Linked DNA regions of Sus scrofa: region 2 is linked to region 1. A link is a contact called in public Hi-C data. All regions are on one chromosome and are shown on one strand. Each heading gives the region's core, a stretch centred on a gene start, on an enhancer-like site or on the middle of the called end of the contact. The rest is flanking DNA. Distances are from core to core; before and after follow the strand shown. Region 1 holds the start of STIM2 (stromal interaction molecule 2). Region 2 overlaps STIM2 (stromal interaction molecule 2).

The links. Hi-C and Micro-C count contacts between places; a contact is called where the count stands out from the background.
Region 2: a Hi-C map of fetal skeletal muscle shows a contact between it and region 1, with 2.7 times the contacts expected there. The contact joins the enhancer-like site here to the promoter of STIM2 in region 1. A contact is called at or near these places in 3 of 5 promoter capture datasets (fetal liver, fetal skeletal muscle and liver), 11 of 47 Hi-C or Micro-C datasets (alveolar macrophages, brain, embryonic fibroblasts and 5 more) and 1 of 2 datasets of contacts at active chromatin or transcription factors (skeletal muscle).

The regions. Positions count from the first base shown.
Region 1 is chr8:20,454,854-20,460,244 of Sscrofa11.1, forward strand. STIM2 (stromal interaction molecule 2) reads left to right here and starts at 1,490. Exons shown (of 15, transcript XM_003128897.6): 1 at 1,490-2,130. The coding sequence starts at 1,710.
Region 2 is chr8:20,586,653-20,591,834 of Sscrofa11.1, forward strand. It overlaps STIM2 (stromal interaction molecule 2), which reads left to right. Exons shown (of 15, transcript XM_003128897.6): 7 at 1-141; 8 at 674-851. Among named protein-coding and RNA genes, the nearest start is that of STIM2, 130 kb to the left of the region's middle. Within about 2 kb of position 3,854, at least 3 of the 83 cell types and tissues checked have an H3K27ac peak or open chromatin away from gene starts, as enhancers often do. A contact at or near this core is called in fetal skeletal muscle, where this site is marked.

The DNA.
Region 1 (5,391 bases), core at 240-2,739:
AAACACCTATTTCCTGTTGCCTTGTAAAGAATTGCCACCTTAACACCAGGTCTATGAAGAAGTCATTGTTGATAGATTGATAAGCTTCAAACAAATTCTTAATTCTTTTCTCAAGTGTGCATCTGCCTTTCCACAGTTGGTGATACTCATGGTTATGGTGGCCAGGCTTCCTAGGAAGTTCTTTGGGAAATTGTGTAATTTGTGTATCTTCTTGGCTTGAGAACAAGCAAGCCAAAACCCAAATCCAACAACAGAAACCCAGTACCAAACGGGTATGGTATAGGGTTCTTAAGGACCTTTGTGCTTAAGAACCCTATATGCAAAAAATTTTTTTAAGAACAACACTCACAGCATATGGAAGTTCCCAGGCTAGGGGTCAATTGTGTTGGAGCACTGAGAAATGCCACAGCCACAGAAATACCCAATCCAGGGGGCAGGTGTCTGCGACCCACACCGCAGGTTCCTGGCATCACTGGATCCTTAACCCACTGATTGAGGCCAGTGATTGAACCCACAATCTCATGGATACTAGTGGGGTTCATTACCACTGAGCCACAACGGGAAATCCCTTATATGCACATCCTAAGTTTGTATCCCTGGAGAGAGAATGTGTGTGTGTGTGTGTGTGTGTGTGTGTGTGTCGCCAGGTGAAGTCTGAAACACCATTTTTCTGTCAACCTATTCAGCTGACAGCAGACTCCAAGGGGTGGGATGCGGTTAGGGAGGTGATGAGTTCAGGTAAGGTTTGACCATAGGAGAGTCAGAGGCTAGAGCAAATCCTGTTCAGTGGTGCGAATCTGACCGTGTCTCCCATTTGTTAGCTGCGGAAACTGGGGTAACAACATTTCTCGGCCTTAGTTTCCATTCCTTGTAAAATGGGGATGAAAACAACGAAACCACCACCTAACTTTTAGAATTACAACGTGTAAATTTGTAAAACGCTTAGGACCTCGCCTGGAATACTGACACGTAGCAGGAGTTTTAAGTATTGGACAAGTAAATAAAACGCTCGCTCTGCTAACCTCCGTTTCCACATTGCTAGCCTCTTTTAAGCCCCACCTATACCGAAATTCTGGAGACGCCAACGTTTCCGATTACAAGGTTTTCGGATCCATGCAATTATTTTTGCTGCCGTCTGCATGGCTAAAACTTGCCCAAAGGATTTCGGATGTTCTTATGCTTCTCTCCGCCCACTTCGTTCCCGCTTGCCCTCCCCGCCGCCTCTGTCGCAGTGGGGGCATGGGTCCGGGAGGGGGTATGCTCATCTTCCCCCCCATCCCCTTCCTTCTGTTTAGCGAAACCCTTAGAAACAACCCCGCGGCTCTCGAGTCCTCCCCGGAACGCCCCCGGGGGCGGGGCTCGGGCGTCGCGCAGGCCCAGTGCAGCGGCGCTGCGCCTGCGCTGTGGAGGGGCTGAAGGAGGCGGGGGATTGGTATGCGAGCGAATGTGTGAGGGGAGGAGGTGTCCGGGCCGAGCGTGGTACTACGACGGGCGCGGGCCGGAGGGGGCGGGGGGATGCGCCGCGGCGGCGGCGGCTGTGGCGGCGGCGGCGGCGCGGGCGCTGGGACTGGTGTTCCGAGGCGCCAGAGCAGCGGATCCCGGTCTCGCTGCCGCAGCAGCGGGGGTGCCGCGCGCGGCCTGAAGACGCCGTACCTTTTTGATCCTCACCCCCCCCCCTTTTTTTTTTTTTTTAAAAATAACCGGAACCAATGAACGTAGCTGGGACCCAAGATCTGGAGGCCGCCGGTGCGGACGGGACCAGGCTGGCGCCCTGCGGGAGCTGGCGTCTTAGGCGGCGGGGGCGGCCCGAGGAGTCGCAGGCGACGGCGGCGGCGGCACCTCGCGGAGCGGAGTGGCCCGTGGCCGGGGCGCCGCCGCGCTTTCCCCCCGCTCCTCCTCCGCGTCCTCATCCCGCCACGACGCCCGGCCCGGCCTCGAGCTGGCTGCTGCTGCTGCTGCTGCGGCGGCGCTGGGCTGCGCTGCTGGTGCTCGGGCTGCTGGTGGCCGGCGCGGCGGACGGATGCGAGCTGGTGCCCAGGCACCTTCGCCGGCGGCGGGCGGCTGGCTCTGCCGGGGCGGCCGCCTCCTCTCCCGCCGCGGCGGCGGGCGACAGCCCGGCGCTCATGACAGGTGAGGGCCCAGAGGGTGGCGGGTGGGGCTCGGCAGGACGCTGCGGGACCCCCCGTCTCCGGGAGCGGCCAGCGCCTCTGCCAGGTGCCTGTTATTCGACGGCCCTGGCCAGTAAGCGATGCCCAGCCGGGTGCCCAGACGCTGGCGTCCTGGCCGCTGCTTCGTCGCGATCCCCTGCACTCCGGACGCCTTCCCTCTTCCCCCACTGACTCCCCGCCCTCGGCAGAGCCTCTCGAAGGCACCCACTTAGGTCTGCTCCTCGGTGTTCCACGCTGAGCAATGCGGTGGTTTCTCTTCCGTGCCGCAGAAGAGCCAGCAGGGTCTGCAGAGCAGGGTACTGGGCTGTGTGTTTTTTGTTGTTGTTTTGTTTTTCTTTTGGAGACTGCTTGAAAAAGTCAGCAGCAGCAGCAATGCGGTATTGAGTCTGCCTCTGGTGTTGCTTTTGCAAAGGCAGCTGGCAGCGAGTCTCACCGGTTCAGAGCCCCACTGAGCACAGTATCCCAGGGGAGTCTGCTAGAGAGGATTCTTTGAGAGCCATAATACCTAGCAGTATTAGTGGTCCCTAATTAGTATGCAGAAACCTCTAAGTCTAATGTGTATTTTTTGAGAGGTGAGAGGAAGACTTTTTCAGTGATGGATAGTATTTGCTAGTGGGAGCATCACCGGGTGACAAAGGGTGCAGAAAGCTCAGCAGGTAACCAGGAGTATACCTACAATTTACTTGGTGCAGAATGTTCAGTGCTTGTATTCGAGCAGCACAGTTCTGATACACTGCATCAGCACCTTTTAAAAAATATGGAACATTCTTGAAATTATTGAAAACTTGCGAACACGTGTGGTAAAGTTAGGTAGCCGACTGAATCCTTTTAAAGCTTTCCCTTGTCCTGTACAGTTGGTAGGTTGTGGTTTAAGTAATGTAAGGATCTTGAAATGGGTTTCTTTTACGAAAGTAGTGGAGTGAAAGTAAGCTTTGGGGTTGTACTTTGTTTTTAAAAGTAATCTGTAGATTTTACATAATTGCAGAACTAAAAAGGAAAAGTAAATGACACAAGATGACCCATCATTCATTTATCAAAAGTGGTAGTCCAGCGGACGTTTGAAAGTTACCAACAGCTGCTGTGAGCGGTGCTCAGGAGCTGTGTTCTTTAGAGCAAGGCAGCTATTCTCTGGGTTCTCTGACAGGATGTTTACTGTGAGGAGGCTGTCGGTACACTTTCCAAGCTCTTTGGAACTTGTAGTGTATGGAACTTAATGATCAGACTATTTAACTTGCTTTATTTTACCCTGAAATATATCAAGGTATCTGCCCCTTACATGGAGCTTGAAACATCAAACCTATCCCTGGGTAATTTTGATAAAATGATTTACAGAATGGTCAGTATCAGGAGTGTAATGTGGTTTGAGAGGATAAGTTGGGTGGTATTATTCTTGAACATATAATTCTTACAGTGGTTGTTTTGAAAGTAACAAGGGAAAACTGTAATGTGAAGGTGTAATGTCTCATGCAGGAGGGAGTGTGGCTTTTGGTTTCTTGAGCAGAAGGTTTGGTTAGTAACTCATGGAAGGGCACATAATTCAGAAAATGTAGTGTTTATTAACCACACGCAGTGTATTGTATATCATGTAGACTGTATCAAGAAAATTAGTTAAGATGGAATTGTATTTTGCTAAGTTGTTTATAATCCTTCCTTTTGAAGACTAAATTCCTCTGAGTTATTTATGGTATGGTGAAAAAGGAATGGTGATTGTTAGTGCATAAAAAATCCGATAGATCACACAAAACGAGTTTGTGCTGTAGTGCTTTAAAATAAGTTTACTCTGATCATATTAACCCTGGGATTAATTTTTAATATTCTTATTCTTTTCCTTTGTTAGAACATTGATTTTTGACAATCCCAACTTCTCCATGTAAAATTTAGGATAATCAGACTACACAGTGTACAAGTTAAGTTGTTGTCACTTTAATCGTTTATGTAAATACAGTCAGTAGCACTGGTATCTGGGAAAAGGTAAGTCGAAAGTCCATGATAAAGTTAGAACATATTGAAAATGTCTTTGAATTGTATGGTCTGTGTGAGGCTCCTTTCTATTCTTCTGATTTTATGAATAGTGCTTTCTTCTATGGGTCCCATTTGTAAATGTTGCACTGAACCCAGAACGTAATTAATTATTGTTATTGTTCACTTCAGGCAGTAGAACCATAGACTAAAGTTAAAAAATACTGCTTTATCAGAATCTAGGCAGTATTAATGGATACAAATGTAGCAGAGAGTTTCAGTAATAAAACTAAACTTCATGTGAATTTTGTAAGCGGGAAATTCTTGTAAGAATTTTGAGAGACTTGTTCTCTCTGGCTCTGCATTAAAGATGTCATTTAACAGAGTGAATTCTTAATAGCTCTGAAAATGACAAAGGCATTTTATCTTCTCTTTTCCTCTTCAGATTAGTATTTTAAATACTTCCATTAGGAACTTCCTAAGAGTTTCCCTCTTACTAATAAAATCTAGAAAACATTCTTTTCCACTGAAGTTTACCTTTTAAGAGTTTTACTTTAGAGGTTTAGTGTATTTTAAGAATACGCTGTCTTTAAATCATCTATCGTATGCATAGTTTTGAGCAAGCAGGTGTTCTTATAGAGAGACTATGTCAAATCATCAAAATAAACAGACCCATTGTCATAAGAATAGTGGTTTATATTTTCCTTTTTTATATCACCTTTTCAGGATTCATTGTGCGCAAATGTTTTGATAAGATGAAACCATTAAATATTTACAATGCTATGTAGTAACGGCTTAAGTTATATATGTGGCATATATATAATTTTAATAATAACAATACATATACTTTTAGGGTTCTTTGAAAGTGATTGAAATTTAAAGCAAATTAGCAATTGGTTTTTAAAATTTAATTTAATTTTATGGATGCATTGAAGCATATGGAAGTTCTTGGGCCAGGGATTGAATCGGAGCAGCAGCTGTGGCAACACGAGATCCTCTAGCCCACTGGGCTGGCTAGGGATGGAATCCACACCTCCCCAGCGACCCAAACTGCTGCAGTCAGATTCTTAACCCACTGTGCCACAGTGGGAACTACAGGGATTGGTTATAGAGAGCTTGTTGATTATAATCAAAAAGTAGTAATTCAAAACATCACTTTTCCAAACAGATTTAGTAGAGTCAATGAATTGACTCCTAGTGAGGAGTAATTGACCTTATCCAGATATGGTCCCTGAAAAATAATTTATGAAAAAGGACAATGAAA
Region 2 (5,182 bases), core at 2,604-5,103, 130 kb after region 1:
TGTTTCTATAGTAATTGGTGTTGGAGGGTGCTGGTTTGCTTACACACAGAATAAGACATCAAAAGAACATGTTGCAAAAATGATGAAAGACTTAGAGAGTCTACAGACTGCAGAGCAAAGTCTCATGGACTTACAAGAGAGGTGAGTAGGTAGAAAAGACTCTAAACCTTGTTATTTGTGTGGGGAAAATACAGTTGGTGAATCTGTAATATGGGCATGTACCTACACATTTGTATGTAGGTTGGTACATCAGGAATGGTATGTACACCTCATATTTTTAGAAAAGTATCACATTATCATAATTACAGCTTTATTCTAAAAGTATGTGGTAGGGAATAAATGGGTGGAAGACCAGTGGAAATAAATATCGGTAGAATTGTGTCATCGAATTTTATTTTTAACATGATTTAAATACGTATGATTTTCCTAAAAGTCTTCTTGTGATGGGCATTTCCCCGCTTTCCCTGTATTTCTCACTCAAGGTGGCCAGAAGAGCTACGTAGCAGGCTACCTGACGTTTTTGTTGTCCAAGTTTAAGACTGGTAAAAAAACCAGTGCTACGAATTCGGATTGAAACATGTATCCTATTGCTTGATACATATTTATTCTTCATTTAAAGTGATGAAATTTTGGAAACTTTTGTGAGGAATTTTCATTTTTATTGTTCTGTAAGGCTTGAAAAGGCACAGGAAGAAAACAGAAATGTTGCTGTAGAAAAGCAAAACCTAGAGCGCAAAATGATGGATGAAATCAATTACGCAAAGGAGGAGGCTTGTCGGCTGAGAGAGCTAAGGGAGGGAGCTGAATGTGAATTGAGTAGACGTCAATATGCAGAGCAGGAATTGGAACAGGTATTTCATATTTTAAAAAGTATTTGCGAGGGTATTGGTATTGCCCGCTGAGGCGTTTTTCGGGGTTCTGTTCAGTCTCCTGCATTTAGTTCCGTCATGTATCATATGCTCTTCCCTTGTTGGCAAGAGAGCCGTCTGTTCATATTGTTAGCATTGGTCAGTGTTCATATAGCAAAATAACAAAGTACCCACTAAAAGATGAAGTTGCCATCATGTTCAGTCCTTCGTGAAGCCCTGTCCCACGCCATGTTAATTGTCCTAAGTGATTTTAAGGTGTTTCCCTAACCTAACATCTATAGTATGTTTCCGTTTCTGGCTATAACCTAGTACAGTATATCTAATATTAAACGTCTGCAGATGTTAAGAATCTCTATGAAATATCCATCTGAATCCTGTTCTTGGTTTTAGAACATAATCTGCCACAAATTCTGAAGTTGTCTAAAACATACCCTTTCTAATATCTGCTTCTATTGTGCATTTACCCAAGATAGAATTCAGGCATTGCACAATCCTTCAGAAAAGGAGGGGGGGGAGGTCCTGGGAGAATTTAATTACAGGCACTCATATTAGTTTTATAATTCTGCTATAAAAAAAAAAATCACCACAAACATAGTGGCTTAAAACAACACACATTTATTATCTTATAGTTCTTGAAGTCAGAGTCTAAAATAGGTCCTCAGGGCTACATTCCTTCTGGAGGCTCCAGGGGAGGATCTGTTTCCTTGCCGTTTCCAACTCCTACAGGCTGCCTGCATTTCTTGGCTCCTGGCCCCTTCCTTCATCTTCAAAGCATGTCACTCCAACCTCTCTTTCCATGGCCTAATCTCCTTCTGACTTTGACCCTTTCTTTACTGATAAAAAACTGAGGAGCAGAATGAAGAAGAGAAAACTTACTCGAGTTAATGGAGAGTGACTCACTCGTAAAGCAGGGCCCAGAGCCTAGGTATTCTGCCTCCCACTTTGCTTTGTGCACTGTTGCCTTCTCAGTCAGGTATTAAATAAGAAATAAAACCTAGGTAATGGAGGAGTTTCAGTTTCAACTCATGAGAAAATGTTCGGGGGACATTACTACTTCCTTCAAGATTGTCACTTTTGGTAGGAATTGTCTGACTGAATGCAGCTGTCTTTTGTTAACTGTTAACTGTTCTTTCTTTCATACCCCAGACATCATCTGTTTTCTGGTCTTTTCCACGTAAGGAGTTTGTTCTCTAAGCTGACTCCTCGACCTATTTTGCACTCAGGTCGGTTTACCTGATAAACCTGGTCTGTACAGAATGTAGTAAAGAACCAAGGAGTTAAGAAAAAAGGCCCAGCCCAAATGAGACAGTGTCTCAGAATTAGATACGGTGGCCTGTGGTCCTGTGAGAGCCCCATGCCTGTTTCCACCGAGACTTCACCTGAAAAGCTTGTTAGCTGTTTTTCTGAACTTTGGAGATAGGAAAGCAGTAGGAATTCTGTAGAGACATAAACTGATAGCAGTATTTTACAGGAGACCGCCTCACAGTGAGGGAAAAGCCACAACGTAAAGAAGGACCCCCAGAGCACAAACATTCTGGTATGGGGCTTGGGGCGCAGGGGGCCTGCACACCTCAGGGAACCCGAAGATGACGGCGAGGTTATATGCCAGCACAAATGTAGTCATCCTGGTGAGATCCCGAGTCAGTGAGGGTGGTTTAAAGGAGAGAACTGGGTATTTAAAAGCACCTCTGTCCAACATGAGTCCAGAAATAAGGAACCCAATTTTATGAGGGCTTCCTCTGTGCCAGAAGTTTATGCTATGCACAGCGTTACAGATGGTTTGCTTATAAATTGTCATCCTCACTATACGTAAATATTATTCTCGTTTACAGATGAGGATGTGTAGAGGGGTTAAATAATTTGCCTTAGGTCACACAGCTATTATGTAGCAAAGGCAAGATTACATGTATCTTGTTCCAAAGTTCATGTTTTCCCATACTGCTATTAAAAGCTTTTGTTTATAGAAGTGAGTTTAACTGGAAAATTAATTTTCATGTAATGTCATATAATCCACAGTTCCACATAGTTTGAAGAAGCATTTCTGTATCTTGTCTGGAGGGTAATCAGCCTCTCAAAATTAGAAGGCAGGAAAATCTGGTACATAGTTGGTATAGTGTTATTTTCCATAAAACAAAAGCTTTGGGGCGAATAATAGTACCACTTTATATTTTCTGTGGTTTAAATACTTCCCACATAAATTATTTTGTTCTTAAAAGTCTCAAGAAGCCTAAAGTCAGGGCAAGTCATAGTAGCCCTGTTGTACATGAAACAATCAGCCTCAGAAAGTAAAAAACTTGCCGAAGGTCACAGAGGTTATAAATCAGAAAGTTGGGTCCAGAAGCCAGGTTTTCAGATATTTAAGCTATTTGTTTCTGTGACATCATGTTTTTACTTATTGCTGTTCTATGCCTAAGACACAAAAATTATATAAACGATTATTACCAAATTTTTAAATAATTTAATAATTCCTTTTTAAAAGCTATTAATGACTCAATTTTCATTTCATCTATTTCCTTATAAATAACAATGTAATTCAACTGAGGGTTGGAATTCAGGTCAAATGATAAACTCGTGAATACTAACAGAAAATAGTTGCTGTTATTAGAAGGTCCGAATTTAAAATTTTGAGTCATTATGTGATATTCAATCAAAACATTGGTCAGCCTCAATTTATACCAGACACAGAAATCTATCAGTTCTGTGTCACATGTGTTCATTGAGCTCTTTTAGGGAAAATAAATGTATGAACATAACATTTAGGAAAATCTTTCTGATTAAAGGTGGAAAACATGAGCGAATTTATTCAGAGTCTCTGTGTACTTGCTTGGCAATGAAAACTGAATAGGAATCTTAGCTTTAAAATCTGGCGAGAGAAGGAGCCTGTGACCTACACTTTGTAGTGTTATGTGGAACTCCAGGTCACAGGACCTGCGCTCAGATCCTCCTGGATTAGCAGGGACAGCACACAGCTCAGCCAGCCCTCTTGTAATGAGCATAGCATTGCCCCAAGCACATTGCACGGGACTCCTGTCCTCAGCATTGTCCTGAGTGCTGTTTCACCTTTGCTGTTAACATCTGTATCTGGAATTGTTTACTTCTTGTCTGCTTGTGATTTTTCTTAAAATTTTAGAGTTTAAAAAAATAATTTTCTACATTCCCCCCACCCCCACCCCAGGGTATCTGACAGCTGTTCTCTTTATCAGAAATTTGTGTATAGTACTCTCGTTTATTCTGGCACATGATAAGGTTTCTTTAAATGAATTGGGTTTGATCAGCTCAAATGTTCTTCCACATCTTCGTTTAGGAATGAAGTTTTGGTTACCTTACATAACTTTGGGGGAAATTAATTTGCGGAGATGGTGCTCCAGAAACAGGATGCTCTCTAGAGCATTCATCACTTTGAAAGTCTCGAGTGTGTGTACATAATTTCATAAATTCCATCGTGTATCTTTACACAACCTTAGCTTGAGCTCTTGCTAGTTTTTAAGTAAATCATTCCTAGAGTTGCTTACCTCTCCCTTCTCTATCATTTTCTTAGTGAGACTTTTCCTTGAGAGTTTTTCCTTAGCACTTAATACTACTTCACATAACTATGCATTTTAGTTTTCTGTTTATTGCCTGGCTCCCTTACGGGGCAACTAGAAGAAAAACTTCCGTATCCTGACACTGCAGCTGTTCATAGTTTCCCATGGAAAAATCAAAACTTTTACTCAGTTTATTTTCTCAAAATTTACACTTGGTCTCAAATGCTAATTTATGTACTTTTTCTGGTATGTTAGAAGCAGGAAAAAATTAAATAGAAGTGGTAAAACAGACTGTGATAGGCAGATATGCCCATAACAATGAGAAATAACTGGCCATAAAAAAGATGTCATGAAAAACTTTTTAAAATGGTACAATTACTTTAAAAAAAATGAGTGTATAGTTTGGTAGCTACAGTAAGGTCTTCTGGGGACATTGGAAGGGGTAGTAGAACAGGTATTCACCCTGTTTTAGGTAGTAAATTAAAAAAATACACTACGAGAAAAAATGTAATCCATTTTAATTTATACATGCCCTGGGTTTTTTCTTTCATTCTGGCTGTTATAAAATATAAAATGCAGTACTGAAACCAAAGATATATGCAGTCTTCCTCTCACCCTCTGGCTTTACAATTTTGTTTATTGGCAAGTTTAAGATGTACTTAAAACTTAAGCTTTAGTTTCACATTAGAAATATATTGTTTAAACTGTGCTTATTAAAAAGATGTTTGCCAAGAGCGTAATTCAGATTACTTTTTCTCTTAATGTTGGTACTAAAAATCTTAAATTTCT